2 separate regions of the Mus musculus genome follow, and region 1 is linked to region 2. A link is a contact called in public promoter capture Hi-C data. All regions are on one chromosome and are shown on one strand. Each heading gives the region's core, a stretch centred on a gene start, on an enhancer-like site or on the middle of the called end of the contact. The rest is flanking DNA. Distances are from core to core; before and after follow the strand shown. Region 1 has its middle 280 kb from the start of Col3a1. Region 2 holds the start of Mettl21e (methyltransferase like 21E).

The links. Promoter capture Hi-C pulls out the DNA fragments that hold promoters and counts their contacts.
Region 1: a contact with region 2 is called in a promoter capture Hi-C map of the 3T3-L1 cell line, with 23 times the contacts expected there. The contact joins the enhancer-like site here to the promoter of Mettl21e in region 2. A contact is called at or near these places in 4 of 39 promoter capture datasets (the 3T3-L1 cell line, embryonic stem cells and hippocampal neurons).

Annotation. Positions count from the first base shown.
Region 1 is chr1:45,030,599-45,033,298 of GRCm38.p6, reverse strand. No RefSeq gene overlaps it. Among named protein-coding and RNA genes, the nearest start is that of Col3a1, 280 kb to the left of the region's middle. Within about 2 kb of position 1,403, at least 32 of the 459 cell types and tissues checked have an H3K27ac peak or open chromatin away from gene starts, as enhancers often do.
Region 2 is chr1:44,217,643-44,220,423 of GRCm38.p6, reverse strand. Mettl21e (methyltransferase like 21E) reads left to right here and starts at 1,493. Exons shown (of 5, transcript NM_207281.3): 1 at 1,493-1,584; 2 at 2,194-2,313. The coding sequence starts at 2,268.

The DNA of each region.
Region 1 (2,700 bases), core at 154-2,653, 810 kb before region 2:
ACAAAAGGCAAAGTTTAAAATGATCATTTATTTTACCTCATTTAAATGAAAATTTAGGTTTTCTCCAATTTAACTCTTTGGTCTGTGATGTATTCACATGCATGAAGAATAGACTAAAAATCAATTCTTTCCTTTATTATTCAAAGTAAGATTTTGAGACTACATTATATTCTATAAATGTCTATTAGAAATTTTAGTGGCCAAAAATATTGTATTTAAATGAAAATAACAATGTCAATTAAATTGAAGTAAGTTAAGAATTAATCAAAGTAAGCTAATTAACATATCTGCCATCACATTTAGTGTGTAAATTTTTGTGGTAAAATATTTAAAATCCTTTTTTATTTTTCACATTTATTTATTTATGACAGAGTTTTGTGTAATGCAATATGGCCTCAAACTTACTATATAACTAAGGATGAAAAGCTTTTATGTTAATTTATTTTTGTTTGAATGCTTATGTATATGCTGTGTATAAATACATGTGTGTTTCATGTATGTGCATGTATATATGTGCTGTTATGCACACCCATATTGCTGCATAAGGAGGTCAGAGGGGACATCAGGTATGAGATGGGATTTCTCATTAAACCTGGAGCTCAAAGTTTCAGCTATATTGGCTACTTAGTGAGTTCCTAAGAGATGCCTGTTTTTATGCCTGGCTTTCATGGGGTACTTGGGATTTGAACTCAGAAGCCCATGCTTGCATAGACAGACCTCTTATTTAAGACATGTCCTCAGCTTGAGCTCAAACTTTCTGGTCCTCTTATCTCCACCTTTTGGATGCTAGGATTACAGGCATATAACATTGCTAGTTTTATGCTGCCCTCGGGATCAAAACAGGGGCCCATGAATGCAAGCACTCTACTTTATCGTCATCTATCTTTAAGTTTTCAATATAAGTTTAAAAGTTTTTTATAGCTTTCTTGTTCAGTAAATATTTTAAACTGAACTTCCACATTTTTCCCCATATCTCTAGTGGTTCCTGTTCTAAAAATCTCTGACTTGTTTCAGTAGAAAAATGATATTCTGAAAGCAATCTAGAAGTTAGTGTTTCTTACAGCTTTTCATAAGAGTCGAAAATATATAATTAGAGTATATGTAGGAAAATACAAGGAAGAAGAAATATGTCAAGTAAGTGTCTATATATGCACACATACATGTCAATCAACTATATCACATAGATAAATTACTTTCCTAGTATTATGGTACTGTGAAGATTGCTCTAGGTTATATAAGGATAAACTTTAAGTATCCAAGTATAGAAAAGCATTATTTTAACTTCTGTAGGTTGTAAACCCAAGGATTCATTTTCTAAAACAAAAATCTCTCCAGATGCTGGTTAGATTACACAGCTGCCCTTAGAGATTTTAATTTTCTATAGCAAAACATGAAGCCAGATGTTTCCAGCAGTTCTATTGTTCATGACTCCCCAGTGATTACACAAACATCCTGCAAGTGGCGTGACCCTGCACATTGCAAACACATGGATGAAAAAAAAAAAAAAAAAAAAAAAACTACCCGAGGAGCTGCTACATCCTGACTCACTGTTTAGTTGTATTTTATTACCATTGACAAATGTTGAAATCCATGTGTATGAGAAATAATTGAAACTAAGGAGAGATGTGTCATTTAAATAAAATGTGTGGGAGTGTAGCACATATGTCGGACTGTGCCTGAAAATGGGAGAGCTGTAAATGGAATGCCTTGTAAGAAATTGTAGCTTGCTTTGTGCTATCTTTCTTAATTATGTATGAACCTGCAGGTAGCTTGAGAATTTTTTCTTTTTCTTTTTAATTACTTTTACTTTAATTTACAGTCCAGAGTTGTTTCCTCCCGGTCCCCCTTTCCACAGTTTCCATCCCACTTCTCTTCCCCTGCTGTCTCCAAGATAATGTCCCCCACCACCTAACACCTCCCCCCCACTCTCTGGGACCTCAAGTCTATTGAGGGTTAGGTGTGTCTCCTCCCATGGAGGCCATACCAGGCAGTCCTCTGCTGTATATATGTTGGTGGTCTTGAATCACCTCATGTATGCTGCCTAGTTGGTTACTTAGTGTCTGAGAGATCTCAGGGGTCTAGATTAGCTGAGACTGCTAGTGTCAACTAGCAGTTGCCCTCTTCCTAAACTTCTTCCAGCCTTTTCCTAATTCAACCACAGGGGTCACCAACTTCAGGCCATTGGTTGGGTGTAAGTATCTGCATCTGTCTTAGTCACCTGCTTGGTGGACTTCTCAGAGGGCCTGTCTGTAATTTTGCAACTAAATGTAGTAAGAACAGACACATTTTGTCTGCTCTCTGTGTTGTCATTTCATTAGTAGTTACCAGAAACTAAGTGTGTAAGTGCTTTGATTGGAAGATGGCTGTGACAGAGGTATCTAGGAAAAGACCTTGGATAGGGAGGGAAAGATATCCAGCAGCAAACACATTGTTTGGAAACTAGAAGTCCTGTCAATAACTTAATGTTGGTTAAGTATTTAGCATTACTCACTGTTTTTAAACTCATTCTCACAAAATTCTCTGGTAGAGAAACGACTTTATTCCATGTTTAATAGATAAGAGAAAATATTTGCAGAGATTTTTAACAAAAACATTGCTTGAAGATGCAAAACCAGACATAGTTTCATAATAGCTCTTATGGGAAGATGCATTCAGAGAAGCCTGACAATCATTCAGATTAATCAACTGTACTGTTCAGAG
Region 2 (2,781 bases), core at 244-2,743:
TCTTTTCTTTCCTTTTCTTTTTTCCTCTCCTCTCCTCTCCTCTCCTCTCCTCTCTTCTCCTTCCTTCCTTTCTATCAACTTCTATTATTCTTCCATAAATTACAGCCTTGCTGGAGTTTCCCCTCTCTTACCTTCCTCTAGTCTCTCACTCCTACCTTCTTCTGTAGATCTACTCCTACTCTACCTCCCCTCAGACAAGAACAGGCCTCCCAGGGACATCAACCAAACAGTAACATCACACATCCAAACTGCAGCAACAAGTAATCAGTAATCAGTAATTCCTAGAATTTTTGACTGCTTTGGTAGTGCTGTGATATCATGAAGCAGAAGTGTATGTGTATGTATGTATGTATGTGTATGTATCTGTGTATGTGTTTAACATTTGCTTTCCTAATAGACACGTAAGCCTTCTGTAAGGCACAACCAGAGGGGCACAAGTCTCCATGTACTCTTCAGTGTGACAAATAATTATTGTCATGTTGGTTAATATAATATTGACTTGGGAGTTCTGCATCGTGTAAATCTACCATTGGAGATTTTGTGATCTTCCAAATAACTCCATGAGATGAGGTATATAATTTTTGTTTATCAAGTCACTATTCATTTGTGTTTTAAACAGTCAAAAGTGTAGGTTGTCCTCTGACAAAAATTAACTGGCTTTACATAGCAGTATACATTCTGTATAGTTTTGCGATTCCAGGAATGTTTTACCTATAATATGTATTCCCCAAGTACATCTTCTGTGATTTTTATAATCCTGTTTTATAATGAAGAAAGGTAAGAAATATAGTAGGTAATAGCTCCAAATCATAAGCAGTTACTGATATGACTAATGAATACTTAGCTTCGTGATGCTTAGCTCTGTGTATGTCATGGTATAAAAGTATTTCTTGAAGTTGTACTCACACGCCTGAGTGTGCAGTCTTCTTAGCTTTGATTCCTCCTGCAGCATTAAGGCTAGCATTATCAGAGAAATGGAATATGTGTATGCCCTGAGATGTATACCTATGTGCTGGTTTGTAGATGCTCAGTGAACCATATCTTACTCTGTTTGTTCAGCCCCAGTGAGAAGGAATTGTGGTTATTTGATTCTTGGGTAGAGAATAATGCTACTCACATACTGGTGTAGTTGTTAGATTCTAAAAACCATGTTGACACCCAGATAGATGACATGAAAACCATATGGTGTCTATTTCATAGGACATCATAGCCACAGAGTCTTAAAATAACTTTTGGCATCAGAATAGAAAACTGAGTTTGCTTCGTCTAAGTAGTCTATGTTCTCACTGCAGGAGTGGTGTATATTTAAAAGCTCTAGTTGTGTTCCCAGGCAGTCATGGAACATTCTTACTGTTCTTCAATCTTTGCTTCAGGCTTCACAATGTCACTGTTGTGCAACCAGAGGCAGAGAAACTGCAGCTGTCAGATGCTAATCCTTTCTGCTTGGGTTTGTTGCCAGGGTATACAGTAGAGAACTACAAGCTCAGGGGTCAGCCTTGCAAGCACTACCAGAGACTACAGCAGCAGATCACAAGCTGTGGATGATACTCTTTTACCTTCTATAAACTCAGCTAACACTTTTAGGTATGTCCAGCCTTAATATTGACCAAATACTCATCTCTAGGAAGACAGGTATAATAAAGACTGCTTCCTTTAATAGGAGAAATGGAAAACTTGGAGGAAAATGTCTTGCTATTCTTGAAGCTCTATGACTTTGATGGTATTATGTAACTTTAGGTTTTATAGTGTATAAACTGTAGGGAAATAGCTTGGTTTCTAACTTACAGAGGCATACTACAAAGAAAATTTGTTTATTGGGAAAGGTACATGGGATCTTTGGAAGAAAGTTTTATATTATTATGGAAGTAGTGGGGTTGTCATGTGAAGTCAAATTGAGAAGCAGAAATATCTAATTGTTGTTTTCAGAGACTAACAGTTTATTTAAGATAATTCCAATTACCTACTCTGAGTGGTGTACAGTATTTGAGCTTTCTGTAGACCTTTGCCTGGGTGCTGTGGACACATAAAGATAGAAGGTACCTAAACCACCACCTGGTAGGTAAATTAGTTGAGATTCTAATTTGGTAATATTTTACTATGATTTTCTCAGCTATATAAGAAGCTAAATTATTAAGTAAATATAGTTATGCTTACTACAGATTTTGAATTAACTACTGGCATTTGATATTTTAGTGTACCATTTGCTTATTGTTCAACACACAATCAAGAAAATATCAACATATTGCTATTCATTAATTCGACATTTGATGGACCTCACAGTAACTCACATTACTCACAAAGAGACCTACAAAGGTAAATAATTTTCTTTCTTCTTGTAATTTGAACAATCATGGGTAGACAAACCATTAATAGACTATAAAAACCCTTTCTTTTGCAGTCTTCATTAGCCTTAAAGGTAAGCAGGGCTTATTAATTGTATTTTTGCTTGCGGTTACTAACTCAATGAATAATGTCAAACATCAATGATCCTGATGATATAATAGGTATAATTTTGGCTGAAAATAATAAATTAATCTATGAAAGACATAATAAGAGGACTTTAGAGTTTTTCTTTGATCTCCAAAAATGAACATTTTAAAACAAATGCAATACACCAAATAAATTATTGTGATTATTTTTAAGAAGTTTGAGTGAGAGATCAAAATAGTTCTATACACAAACTGTATATTTTAATGATGTTTGGATGAAAGATGAATTTAGGCTACAAAATACCTCCAACAAGTATTTATTGGCTTTTTGACTGTTGATTAAAGGCAAAAA